Regions from separate parts of the Mus musculus genome. Here region 1 is linked to region 2. Evidence: chromatin contacts called from public HiChIP or PLAC-seq data. All regions are on one chromosome and are shown on one strand. Each heading gives the region's core, a stretch centred on a gene start, on an enhancer-like site or on the middle of the called end of the contact. The rest is flanking DNA. Distances are from core to core; before and after follow the strand shown.

Region 1 (6,108 bases), core at 1,173-3,672, 45 kb after region 2:
GTTTTGCTTGTGTGTAGGACAAGCATCCTCCGGAGTTTTAGCAGCCTCCCTCCTCACTCCCAGCTAAGGGAGCTTCTGGCCGGAAACAAAACCCAGAAGGGGAAAAAAATCTTTAGAAGCCCGGGAGGCAGAGCCGCAGCCGGGGAAAGTAGCGGTCCGCCCATCCCGGCCTGATGGGCGGAGGCGATCCCTTTGGAGGATCAGTGAGTTGGTCTTGTGGCCACAGATTTTCAGGACCTAAGAAGATCCGGCCCTCTTAGTGCGGCTGCAGCCTCGGCGGGCTTCTGCTCCCGGGCAGTGTCTCTGGTCTTGAAATTGCGCAGAGTCCAGAGCTATGCCTCTCCAAGCTCAGAAGACGAGTAGTTTTGTTGTTTTGTTTTGTTTTGTTTTGTTTTGTTTTGTTTTGTTTTGTTTTGTTTTGTTTCTGTTTTCTCCGAGCAGGAGGGAGTCAGGGTGTTCTGCCTGTTGGATGGGAGTGCATTTCAGGGTCCCAGGAGGGACCGCTTGGCTTGGATTAGCCCCTGTTTTCTCTGGTGCCCTAGAGGGACCGAAGACAACTTTCACACGCCTTCCGGCAAGTTTGTGGTTTGTCTTCTGGTTCCAAAACCAAAAGTTCTTCTAAGAGCGAGGACTGAAGAAGGTAGAATGGGCAAGTCGGGGTGGCGGTTTTAGGTCGCGGAGGGCTGGACCCGGAGCAGGGAAGTGTTGAGAGGGGTGGTGTGGACCAAGACGGAGCCCCAGCTTCCTTGGGTCAGTGCACGGCCACCGAGTGCAAGGCGGAGGCCGGGCTGGTGAGTGTCTCGCTAGGGGTGGCGGGGCTGCTTTGGCTGGTGGCTGTCTGCGAGGAGGTGGGGCTGAGCGAAGGCGGCGAGTTCGAGAGCAGGGTGGGGATGGGTGCGGGCAGAGCTGGCAGCGCGGGCACTGCGGCCGGCGTGGGCTTGATGGGCACTGGGATGGCGGGCAACGTCTGGCCCGCGGCGTGGCACAGCGGCTTCAGCGGCACTCCATAGGCGCTGTAGTCGCCACTAGTCATGGAGATGGGGGTGGCTGAGTCGATCATACCCGCGGAACCGTACACATGTGGCCATCCAGTGCCCAGAGAGCTGCCCATGGTAGTTAACTGGTTAGGGAGAGGATAGGCAGCCGGAACCGGCTGCATGGCAGAGAAGGCCAGCCCCCCAGGCATCTTGTACTCCCTAGCGATGATGTTCTCGATAGCAAAGGGATGCTTGAAGCCGGAAGGCTGCGCCACACCGCCCAGGTTGTACGCAGCGGCCGGCATCTGCGGCAGATGCGTGCCCGAGGCGGCCAGCGCGCTGAGCCGCAGCTTAGCCTGCTGCTGGAGGTACTGCGCGGCGTCCGCCGGCTTGCTGGGCGCCAGGTGGTCTGACTTGAGCACCTTGAAGCGCTTGCGACGCCGCAGGAAGCTCCCGTTCTCGAACATGTCCCCGCAGCTGGGATGCAGCGCCCAGAAGCTGCCCTTGCCCGGCTGGTCTGGCCGCCTCGGGATCTTGATGAAGCAATCGTTGAAGGAGAGATTGTGGCGCAGGCTGTTCTGCCAGCGCTGCGTGTTCTCCCGGTAGTAGGGGAAGCGGTCCATGATGAACTTGTAGATCTCGCTGAGCGGCAGCATCTTCTCCGGAGAGCTCTGGATGGCCATGGCGGTCAGCGAGATGTATGAGTAGGGCGGCTTCTGGTCGCTGTACGTGTTGCGGCCCGGCCGAGGCATCTTCTTGCTTGGCCACTTGCTCAGGGTCCGCGCGGCCCGGAGGACTGGTCGAATCTGAGAAGGGGGGAGGTGATGGAGAAGGGCAGCATAGGTGCAGAGACACTGGCGAGGTCACTCAGGCCGAGTCACAGATATAGGGGGTGGGGAAGAGGGGATTCGGGTGCCAGCAACTTTGCGCACCAAACTGGGTAAGACTCAGCTAGGGGAAGTGGAGAGGGGAAGACCGAGAGCAGCAGAGAGGTTTGCAGGAAAGTAGGTAGGACCTGGATTCAGGGGAGGGGACAGAGAGATAGATGCTCACCTTAAAGTTGTTCCAAGTTGCCGGTCCGCATCCGGGATGGCGTGGCTGGTGGCCGAGTCCCTCCCTGCGCGCGACCGGAGCGCAGCGTCGGGGAGCAGTGAGACTCGCTGCCAGCTAGGCTTGGACTCAGCCCGGTAGAGCTCCTCTCCGCGGGCTGCGCAGCGCGCTCGTGGGTCGTGCGCCCTGCTGGGAGACCGAACTCGGCTGCGGAGTGCCCGTGAGGACAGTGGCAGACGCCGCCTCAGGGATCCAGAGGACGCTGCTGTGGTGTTCGTGGTTCCGCTGAGCTAGGTGGCTGCCTCCATGTCCACCCTCGAACCATCTGATAGTTTTAAGCGGTGACAGGAGCAGAAAAGACCCCTGTAGCGGCGCTTCATTAATGTGCCACTTCTTAGCTATCGTATGACAATCGCCTTGGGAGGAGGAGGAAAAGGAGGGGGAGCGGGGGCTGCAGAGGGAGGGGACTGAGGGAGAGGAGAGAGAGCCTGGCCAGCGCTGGTTTCTTTCACACCTATTTACATGGACACCTTGGCCAATAGGAATCACTTCCAGCCGAAGACTGGGAGACCGGGAAGAGCCTCTGCCGCCCGCGGGGAGCGGGCAGCGCCTACCGGTGTGCGCAATGGGAAGGTATGAGCGGAGCAGCGCGCGGAGCCGGCTGGCAGGTGACCACTCACTCTGAGCTATCTGCCGCGCCGGTGGTGTTTGACATGGAAATTGCTCGGCTGGGGTATTCTGTTTCCTTTGCTTTGTGTCGGGTTTGTATTGTTAGCTAACTTATAGCACAGGCTTTCTCCTGAAGGGCGACCTTTCTACTTTGGTTGCCACTGCGCGGGGTTGATTGGATGGGTTGTTCAAATGGAAACCTACCTCGCAATCCCACCCCCAGTCCTGCAAGAGGCAGGTAGAAATTTGTCTGTCGCTTTAAAAAGGTGGTAAAGTTAATAGACGCATATAGATAGATATATTTGGACAGCTGGGTGGATAAGTCCGTTTTGAATATATATATATTCAATATATATATATTGGTTGTGAGCCTAGCCTTTAACGGCTGAGCCATCTCTCCAGGCCAAGGTAAGTTTGGGGTTTTTGTTTTTTGTTTTTTGTTCTTTGAAAAGAATGGATGAATGTATTAGGTTCTGCTTTAATACGTTTTTCAGAGATTTAATGGGCACAAGGACGTTCAGGGTAAATTGAGGCAAGGCAGCGTGTGGGCCTGGGGAGGGCGGGAGTTTGTCCAATGTACGCTATGGCTTCCGGGTCTCCTTTTTCCAGGTGCTTGCGAAGTCTGAGGTTTCTTGGAAGTTAGCGGGTCAGCATTTTGCAGACCCCTCCCCCTTTTTACATGGGAATAGTTTCTTTAGAGTTTAGAACTCCATGAAAAGACAAACAGTGCCTGCTGAGACCAGCGAGGTTTTTTTTTTGGGGGGGGGGGGGGCACGTGGCACCAGGCCTGGAGAGAATAGCGGGCTCCTTCGAGTTCATATTTGCCTTGTGAGGATTAAATGAATCATTAGTATCATTATCATCATCATCTTCTTCTTCGTCGTCGCCGTCTTCATCAAACTGTTAGGGAATAAACCGCGACTCAACCCTTCGGCTTGCACGCAATGAGTACAAGCCAGGAGTTCCACGCTTTTCAGCGCTTTCCGGGGGCCTTTGTGGTTTTAAAAAGAACCCCATGCCACTAGGTTAAATACTTAATACCTACAGCCTAACAGAACTGTCTTTAAACTCCGAAAACCTCTTTTTCCTTTTTTCTTTCTTCCTCCCCCTCCCCCATAGGAGCAGACTGATAGTTGTAGTGTGACGTTTGTTACACTTTGAGTGACAGTAGAGCATTAGTCTGTGAATAGCAAGAAAACCTTTCAGCTTCCGAGCGCGCGCACACACACACATACACACACACACACACACACACACACACACACACACACACACACACACATCCCTACTCACATAACTTCATTAACCACAGTTTCGAAGCCGGTCAATAACTCACCAAAACGTAACTTAAACACGACGAATTTAGGAGATTAAACAATTTCATTAATATTGAAATGGCTCTGGCGCCTGGGCTGCTGCGCTTTAGATGCAAGCGCACGTTTTTCAATATTAACAGAGTGCTTGAAGGGAAGACTCAAGTCACCTTCTTAATTCGGGGGAAAAAATAACCAGGAGGAGGGAGGAGGTGCGAGCAGGGGGGTGGGGGTAGAAGCATTGACCCGTCTCTGGGGGCAAGGCTAGAACAGGGCAGATATGTGGATCTCCCTTCTCCAAAGATTAAATCAGTTGGACCCTAGGCCCAGTTTGGGCCAGAGGCAGCCCTACTGGACTGAGCTGCGCGCGCTACAACAACAAACTAAGGTTTGGTGGTGTTTCTGCGCGTGCCCGGGTTAGGCTCCAGGGCCTGCAGTGGGAGGAGCTGGGAGCGCAAAGGGGTGGGGAACCCGAGGGGTGTTTGAAGTGGGATGGAGTTCTGGTTCCTTGCCTTGCTTGCTCTAGATAGAGCTTCGGAGGCACTAAAGCAATCGCGGCTTTAAGCCAAGGTAGGATTGCTCCTGGGTGGAAAGGTGCCGGCTTGGAAGCCCTTGAGTATTTTACAGATTCCCTTTAGCAAACATGTGCAGGGGTTCATACCGAAATGCAAAGATGGATAAAATATTTATGGTGATTGCATCCCAGATGGTAAAAGACCATCGTCCCTACCTCCCCCCCCCCCAGCCCTACCCCCAATGGCAACCAGTAAGATACTTTTCTACCCGGTCTGGGTGAGGAATAGCGTAAGGTTTAACAATTGACATTTTGTTGTCCTGCAAAAGGGGTCTTTGTGTGGTTGTCGAAATCACTGCTCAGAGCAAACAGAAGATTAACTAAATTCTAAAAGTGAAAACGTTCACGGGGGGGGGGGGGACACGGACAAACCCAAAACAATCACTTTAACTTGGAATAAATCTTTGTTCATTTCCCTGGGGAAAGTTGTCACCACTGTGTCCATGCAGTATTACATGTAGGAATTGATGTTTGCCGAATTTTCAGTCTCATTACTTTTGAGAAGGAAGCTGAGGCTCACTGCCCATGTTTAGGGTTAATCAAGTAAACAGAACTTAATCACTTAAGTTTGCTTGTGAGGGGAATGGAGCTGTAGAGGCACATTTAACTCCCGGGCATTGCTGCAAAGTTCTACCTCAGTTCCTGTCAGAGGTCTTCAAAGCCCTAGAGAGGGAGGGTGGAGTTGCAAGCTGTTTACAGCATTTTAAGGATGGTATTATAAAGAGACTGAATGCTTTCCAGAAATCTTGAAAAAGTGCGTCAGTCTTTTGTACAAAACCCAAAGCCAATAGAAGCTTGGTGGAGGTGGGAGGGGGCAACATCCGACCGGGGGGCTTAAGGGGTTGTTGGGAAAACTATATAAAACACACACAAGTCAATTATACCCCATGTGCCAACCAAATGGTGATCCCCTCCAGCACGGACCGTTCATCGACTCGTCAAGCCCACCGCCTACCACCTTTCTCTACTGAAAGTTTGCTAGAGCCTCTTTTCCCATAAGCTGGACCACACACGGCTGCAGATTTTGCAATAATTTATGCTAATTTCCCTCCATAAATCCACAATTCGCTTCAGTGGCACCCGAGCTGCCGAGGGAGTGAAAAGGAGACAGAGGGGTGACAAAAACAATATTGATTTTGATTCCTTGTGTTGTTAAGCAGGTGTGTGTGTGTGTGTGTGTGTGTGTGTGGAGAGGAGAACCCTCCCCTTAGCCATTCCCTCCCTCCAACCCAACAAACACAATCCAGAAAACAACCACGTCCAGTTTGTTAATATTTACCAAACCGGATGGGAGGTGGCAGGAACATACCCAGCAGCTTCTGAAAGTTTCCCAAACGCCAAAAACAATACCCGTCGCCCCTACTCGGAATGTGAACCACATGCAACCTGCAGCGACAAGGCTGAGCCGGGCTTTGCCCCCGCGGTCCTGCAGTCAGATTCTCCCGCTTATCCCCCCACTTTCCTATATTACCACTGTCCCTCGCTTCTCTCTTGCACTACCTACTGTTCGCCTATCGGCGACTTG
Region 2 (6,782 bases), core at 1,631-4,130:
CTTTTTAAAACCACAGAAAAGTTTGCACTCTCTCCCTTCCGATTCTCTACAGAAGGGGCATGCAGTGAGTTATCAGTGTTGTGCTGGCTTGCTTCTGGCTGTAGCTGCTTGCTTGAATGCCTCTGCAAAGGAACCGCCCTCAGAGGCAAGGAAGCAAGGCCCAGGAAGGTTTCTGTGTGGTTTTATCTGCCTTCCATCTCCCACTCCCTACCTGGAGTTTAAGCATGCCGTGAACAACCCTATAAAATTAGCTTCTTGGAATGAGACAGGAAGAAAAATGTCAAGAAGCCAGCCCCCTACCCACCCTCCTTCCCCGGATTAACCCCCCCAATCCCCCCAACACACACACTCCTTTTTAGGAGTCGTTAGAGTGCTAGACAAAGTGCTCTTGGCCGCTTATTGGTTTAATAAATAGAACAAACCCTTGAGGACAAAAGAGAACAGACTTTCTCTTAAAAGGCTTGTGCAAGACTAGGGAACGGTGCTTCCTGCATTGAGTAAATTGATTGTACCCTTCCTCGACTCCCATTCGCAGAAGTTGGAGCTGAGCAACCAAGTGTCCCCAGCAGCCGGGATGATGCAAGGTCCACCACTGTCTGCTTGAGAAAATTCACCACTGTTTTGTAAGGCCTCTGGGAGGAGACTTCAGAGGAGCCACGAATCTGAGGTTAATGCTTACCAGACTTTAAGGAATGTGGGTTGGTTTGGTTTGTTTGTTTTTCCAAAAGGGTTTCAGTCTTCAAATATGGAAAAGAGGTTCTTTGTGATAACTGCCTTTCTCGATACAAAGAAGGCAGCCTCTGTTTAACATCTGTTTATGAGAGAAATATCATGGTGCGACCTAAACCAATACATAAGTGGATCTCTAGCGCACTTGAAAACCGTTTGCATTTGAATATAAAAATCCATTGAGGGAGGGAGAAGAGAAAGGAAGAAATGGATAAATAAATACAAAAAGTCTGCGGAGCATCTGGGCTGGGTTCAAGAATGCCCCCACAAAACAGATTTTCATGGCTGTATGGGGTGAGGTGACCCTATTCAAGTTCCTTCCCTTTCTTTAGAATTTTCTGAAGAAGCTGTTGCGAATGGCTTTGGGAGGGCTGTTCCTAAAATAGATTTTAGAGATTGGGGTGGGGGGGAAAAATGAGAGCGAATGTGCGCACAGTCTGAGACAAATGACCAGCACAGACACTGAAGCCGAGATTAGACTGCGGGGCCTTGCAAGAAATGAATATTCACGACGCCCCTGCTGTGTTGCCTTTTCCTATTTGAACCAAGTACTGTTTAGGCCCCCAATTCACTTGTGACCAGATTAAACACTCTCAGGCAGGCGCACACAGCACAGCAACTTTGCAAAGTCGGATTCTAGAAGTGTAAACATCTTTTCTGCCCCGTCCACGGAGCCTGTCACAATCTTCATTGGGAACTGAATTAAGTTTAAAATATCATCAGAGGTTGTTGATCTCTTCTTGGGCCTGAAGCTGTCCTCTGTACATCCGGCATTTTTCTGTTGACACTACGCGTCACTTAGCAACCGCCCTGAAAGGCCCTATATACATTCATTACACACCATTGTCTTTAAGAGGTGGAAGTGTTAACTGAATAAACCTCCTCCCCCGGGTGAGCAGTCGGTCATTTCTCTCGGTGTTGATCATCCTTTTGCATCAAAATATTGTCTGTTCCATTCTCTGATCCTGATTTTTTACTTCTGTTGCGGGAGGAGCACACCACCCACCCACCCCCGCCCTGGTGGGGCACCTCAATTTACTTTCCTTGATACCGTGCAGAGAATGGTTTTGTCCTTCAGTCTCCTGCAAAAGCATTAAATTCATTTGACAGTTAACTGCAGATACTGAAAGCCAACTTTCCTCTACCATTAGCAGAGGAGGGAGGAGTCACACATGCGCAGAAACAGTTTCCTTCCATTCCTGCAGTCTTGAAATAAATAACGGGTTCCATGGTACAGTCTTGAAGGCCTTTCAAATGGCTGAAGAACTCTGACATCATCCAAAAAAAGAAAAAAGAAAAGAAAAGAAAAAGAGAAGAAATATGGCTGGCCAAAGGATGTTTGCAGAATGAATGAATGAAATTGCAAGTGGAAACCCTTTCCTGAAAGGCCGGGTGAACTCTTTGCTGCTTCAATGGGCACCGTTGAGGCCATTGGCAGGGCTGGTGGGTCAAATGGGTCTTTACCTCAGAGCTCCTGGTTACAATAACTTGTCCCGGTGACCTTCTATGGAGGCAGCTATTCCACAAACCTCTCAGACAATGAGGCCATTTTAGCTGAGGGATTTTCCATGTAGGCGAAGATCACTTTACATGGGTTGGTTTGGTGTCTGTTTTCCCAAGACATTCATGGGAGACAAGACGGACGCTTGGTAGCTGCCCTCTAGACTTATGCTTTGAGAAAATCATTTATTTAGCTCCTTACACGTGTGTCTGGAAAAATGCATGCCCCCTCAAGCCATATCAAAATCCCTAATGGCCACCACTGTAGCACTTTGCTTTGCCTGGTTTAAAGGGGTTGGAATAGAGAGTATGGGGCTGAACGATTCATTGGTTTTAAGCATTGTTTCTCCCTGCCATTAACTAGGAAATGGATTTAAACAAACCAGATTCCATTCATGTTTCTGCTTTGATAAAAGCCTTTGAGCCTTCCTTGGATGCATAGTAACCAGAAAAATGCTAGTCAGGTTTTTGGATGCTGTGAGTTCGAAGACGAGGACCGATGTAGGAAAGGCGAGTGGGGTGGGAGGGGCAACGGGAGCTGGGGGAGGGGGGAGCAGCTAGCTTCTCACTGCGGTGTTCACATTTAACCGCAGAGAATGCAAGACTGCCTTCATTACTAGGCACTGTTTTAAGCTAATGGCTGGGCTTCTGGATGACACTCCTCTCTTTCCGGTCTCTCCCTCCCCCAACGCCTAACACCTCTGACTGTGCTGTCTACAAAGGCCAGTTGTCTAGCTGGTTCAACTTCTGAGCACCACCTCTGCTCACAGCATTAACCATTAACTATGCGGACGCTTGGGATGGGATAAAACTTCAAACGGATGTTTTGCTGCGTTGCTAGAAAAAAAAAAAACTTGAGTCTCAGATAGACAGATATACATTCATGCTTCATTTCATGGAAAAAATTATTATCTTTGGGGTCAAGTTTAAGGTGATTCACCAAGAGAATTTTAAAAACAGAATACACAGAAACAAATCCTACTCCAACCACACAAACTGGAAATCGACTTGAAATCTGCATAGGCTTAAATCAATTGAGTAGAAACACCAGCTCTCAACTCCAACATCCATAAGGTACAAACTCAATTCTGACGAAATTGTTCTTTGAGTATCCCAGAAAATAAGTTGGAAAAAAAATGATTGGTTTAGTCTTCTTTGGGGTGTTTGTTTCTTTCCTTTCAGGACAAAGTCGGCAGGCTCTGCCCGGAAACCAAAGGCTTTCTCTGTAGGAAGTGGACTGTTTCATTGTGGTTCAGCTTATATCCTGAATGACACGACTTAAGTGTCCACTTTGAGTGGGTAATATTTGGTCAAAACTAGCATACTTTATTATTTGACAGTTAAATTTGAGACGAAGATTTAGAATGGAATCCCCCTTTGTTTGCCAGGAGTCCTAGCCAAAAAGACCAGGCACTGACTTAAAAGCACCCTTGTGATCAAAATTTTACCTCACTTGGTCTCACAATGCTGATATTAAAATAATAAAAGAAGGGAGGCCTGGGAGGCCAGGCCCCTCTTTCTAGTTAAGTGTTATCTGCTTAGACTAATATTGCAGTTGCCACCCACTGACAGAATTTGTTTCACAGCCACAGCTTGGCAGCATGAATCAAATGTTGACATTCTAATTTCATGCGCACACGGTCGTTTGGCTGGGCAGGCCAACGGCAGCCTCCAGACCACTCTCTCTACCTGTGTAAATCAGGCAGACAGGGTTTGCTCTCAACAGCCTGCCTGACAAGTCTCTCACTTCTGTGGAGAGGAGCTCTTGAAGCCTGGTTTCTTCCTTCAGGAGTGTTCTTGTTCATCCCTTTCACCTTGCAGAGCATAACACATATTCAGTGCAGATTATAACTGTTACCAGTACAGAATATAGCGCATGCTCAGCTACGCACAGATTATAGCGCATGCTCAGTTTCTTCTACCAGTACAGGTTATAGTGCACGCTCAGCAAGGTGATTTTCTTTTTATTTCCTCTTTTCTTTCCAGTTCTTTGTCCAAGAACTCAACTCGCAGATGTCCCTCCCACCGTGACTTCTGAAAATCAATTGCAAATGTTTCCTTGAAGAAAAAAACCAACAACAAATGAAAGCAAAGTCATATTTTAAGACTAGGCAAAATAGAGGCTTGTTTGCCTTTATTATAGACTGTGGATGATGTGCCCCCCCCCCCCCAACACTAAGTAGTTAGGATATGGAATGCAGCTTGATGGTAGAGTACTTGCCTAACAAGGTCCTGGGTTTAATCCCTGGGACTGTCAGAAACAAAACCAAACAATTGTATAGGTTTTCAACTTTTCTAATGCTGCAACCCTTTAATACAGTTTCTCATGGTGTGGTGTCCCCACCCCCAAACATAAAATTATTTTCATTGCTACTGCATAACTGTCATTTTGCTACTACTTTGAATTGTAATGTAAATATTTTTTTGAGATAGAGGTTTGTCAAAGGGGTTATGACCACAGGTTGAGAACCTCTAGTGTAGGGTAAAGTTTTAAGCCCCAGTATGACTGTGTTTAGAGAAAAGTAAGGGTAGATGAGATTTGGCTGGAGAGATGGTTCAGTGGTTAAGAACACTGGTTGCTCTTGCAGAGGATCCAGGTTCAATTCCCATCCCCCATGTAGCAGCTCACAACTGTCTGTAACTCCAGTTCAAGGTGGCCTGACACCCTCTTCCAGATTCTGCAGGTTTTGCCCTTCATACACCATATACAGACATCCATTCAGGCAAACACATACAATAAAAATATTTTACATAAAATAAAAATAAATAAAATCCCCAGAAAGAAAGAGAGAGAGAGAGAGAAGGAAGGAAGGAAGGAAGGAAGGAAGGAAGAGAAAGGAAAGGAAAGGAAAGGAAAGGAAAGGAAAGGAAAGGAAAGGAAAGGAAAGGAAAGGAAAGGAAAAGAAAGGACAAATAAGACTACAGGATAAAGCCTAAAGTCAACAGGTCAGCTGTCCATATAAGGCAATGAAGAAACTCCAGAGATATGCACAGAGAAAAGGTCAGAGAGGTCATGGAGAAAAGCTGGCAACCTGTTAGCCGAGAACAGACCTCAAGTGTAGCTATATCTGGGAACTTGGGGTGGGTCCAGGGGAAGAGTTTAAATGTGCAAGTGTGTGCGTGTAGGTATAGCAGCCGGAAAGCAATTTCAAACAGCATTCTTCAGGTACCATAAACCTTTGTGTTTAACACAGTCTCTCACTTGCCTGGAGCTCACAAATAAGCTAGGCTGGCTGGCCAGGAATCTTTAGCTCCTCAGGTCTGAGATAATAAGTGTGGCTCACACCCAGTATTCTGCTTTAAAAAAAAAACATGGGTTCTGGGGAATCCAATACATCCCCCTGCCCCCCATGCTTTCAAAGCAGCCCTTTATTAGCTGAGGTATCTCTCTAGGCTGAACACTTGATCTTGAAAGCCTAACTTCTAGAAGCATACAGGATTGAAACACACTTCTGTAATTGATGTCCCCCATTCTGTCAGACCCAGACTTGGCAACCCCCAAATCAGAATTTCTACGAGTACTCACCACTGTGGTTTCTAGGACCACCTCGGCCCATGGCTCATACACTAGACTTTATTAGTGCGATAGAGCTTTAGGGTCACAGCCATCGAAAACTTGAATGAAGCCAGTGGAGCGTCACTGGCCAGCCTCCATTTGACCTTCTCCTGAGAAGGATTAATGGCCGGCCCTTTGTATTATTAGGAGGAGTCACTCTGGCCACATTCAGCCAGACGTGGGGAGATGGGTGTTGTGGGGGTTGTTTCTCACTGGAGTGATAGGCCGTTCTATGTCTAGTGTTGATACTCAAAACAACTAGGTCTGGGCTGGCCGGGAGGAGGTGAAAGGTTGAATATGGATTTATTGTTGATTGAGGACAGAGAAGAGTCCTGGACGCATAGATAACTGGGTGGCCCAAATGATCTTGCCTTCCCAGCTTTAAATTCATGATTTCCTACTAAGGGGATTCTTTCAAAATACAGTCAAGCCCATGCTCATCCGCCAATCACATGTCATTTACTCATGTGACCATCCAGCACTTTAGTCATTCTTCATTGGCCTTAAGTTTCATGCAGGCACAAAAAAAAATGCTCTGTAGATATCTGTCCCAACTAAAGAGCTGATACTCTAGAATTTGTCCCATGGTTTTGTTTTTGTTGTTATTGTTGTTGTTGTTGTTTGAGAAAGAGAGAGTTTTGTGTAGCCCATGCTGCCTTCCAATTATGTACCTAAGGACTACCTTGAGTTTGTAATCCCTCTGTTCCAATCCTCCTTCCCCCAGAACTGGGAATTACAGGTATGTACCATCATGGACAGTTTGTATGATGCCAGACATCAAATCTAGGGCTAGATTATATCTTTCTATCTACCATCTAGGTGTATCATCTAGGTGTGTATTCATCTAGCTATGATCTATGCAGCTATCAACATATCCATCAACCCATCACATATCTTATCTCTAAAACTATAACCTATCTATACATCTATCATCTATTATCTATCACCTATCCACTCATCCACCATCTGTCTGTCTATTCTTCCATCCATCCATCCA

What was found. HiChIP or PLAC-seq counts read pairs in DNA pulled down with a chosen protein or histone mark.
Region 1: a contact with region 2 is called in an H3K4me3 HiChIP or PLAC-seq map of neural progenitor cells, with 40 read pairs. The contact joins the promoter of Foxb1 here to the enhancer-like site in region 2. A contact is called at or near these places in 1 of 39 promoter capture datasets (cranial neural crest), 1 of 15 datasets of contacts at CTCF or cohesin (CD8 T cells), 3 of 484 Hi-C or Micro-C datasets (B cells, embryonic fibroblasts and embryonic stem cells), 7 of 115 datasets of contacts at active chromatin or transcription factors (CD8 T cells, the SCID.adh cell line, differentiating embryonic stem cells and 3 more) and 2 of 9 other capture datasets (adipose tissue and liver).

What each region holds. Positions count from the first base shown.
Region 1 is chr9:69,758,518-69,764,625 of GRCm38.p6, forward strand. It overlaps Foxb1 (forkhead box B1), which reads right to left and starts at 2,423. Exons shown (of 2, transcript NM_022378.3): 1 at 2,031-2,423; 2 at 1-1,783. The coding sequence starts at 1,729. The coding sequence ends at 752. B230323A14Rik (RIKEN cDNA B230323A14 gene) reads left to right here and starts at 2,629. Exons shown (of 5, transcript NR_040765.1): 1 at 2,629-2,695.
Region 2 is chr9:69,712,726-69,719,507 of GRCm38.p6, forward strand. No RefSeq gene overlaps it. Among named protein-coding and RNA genes, the nearest start is that of Gm31469, 43 kb to the left of the region's middle. Within about 2 kb of position 2,881, at least 51 of the 459 cell types and tissues checked have an H3K27ac peak or open chromatin away from gene starts, as enhancers often do. A contact at or near this core is called in CD8 T cells, the SCID.adh cell line, differentiating embryonic stem cells and 1 more, where this site is marked.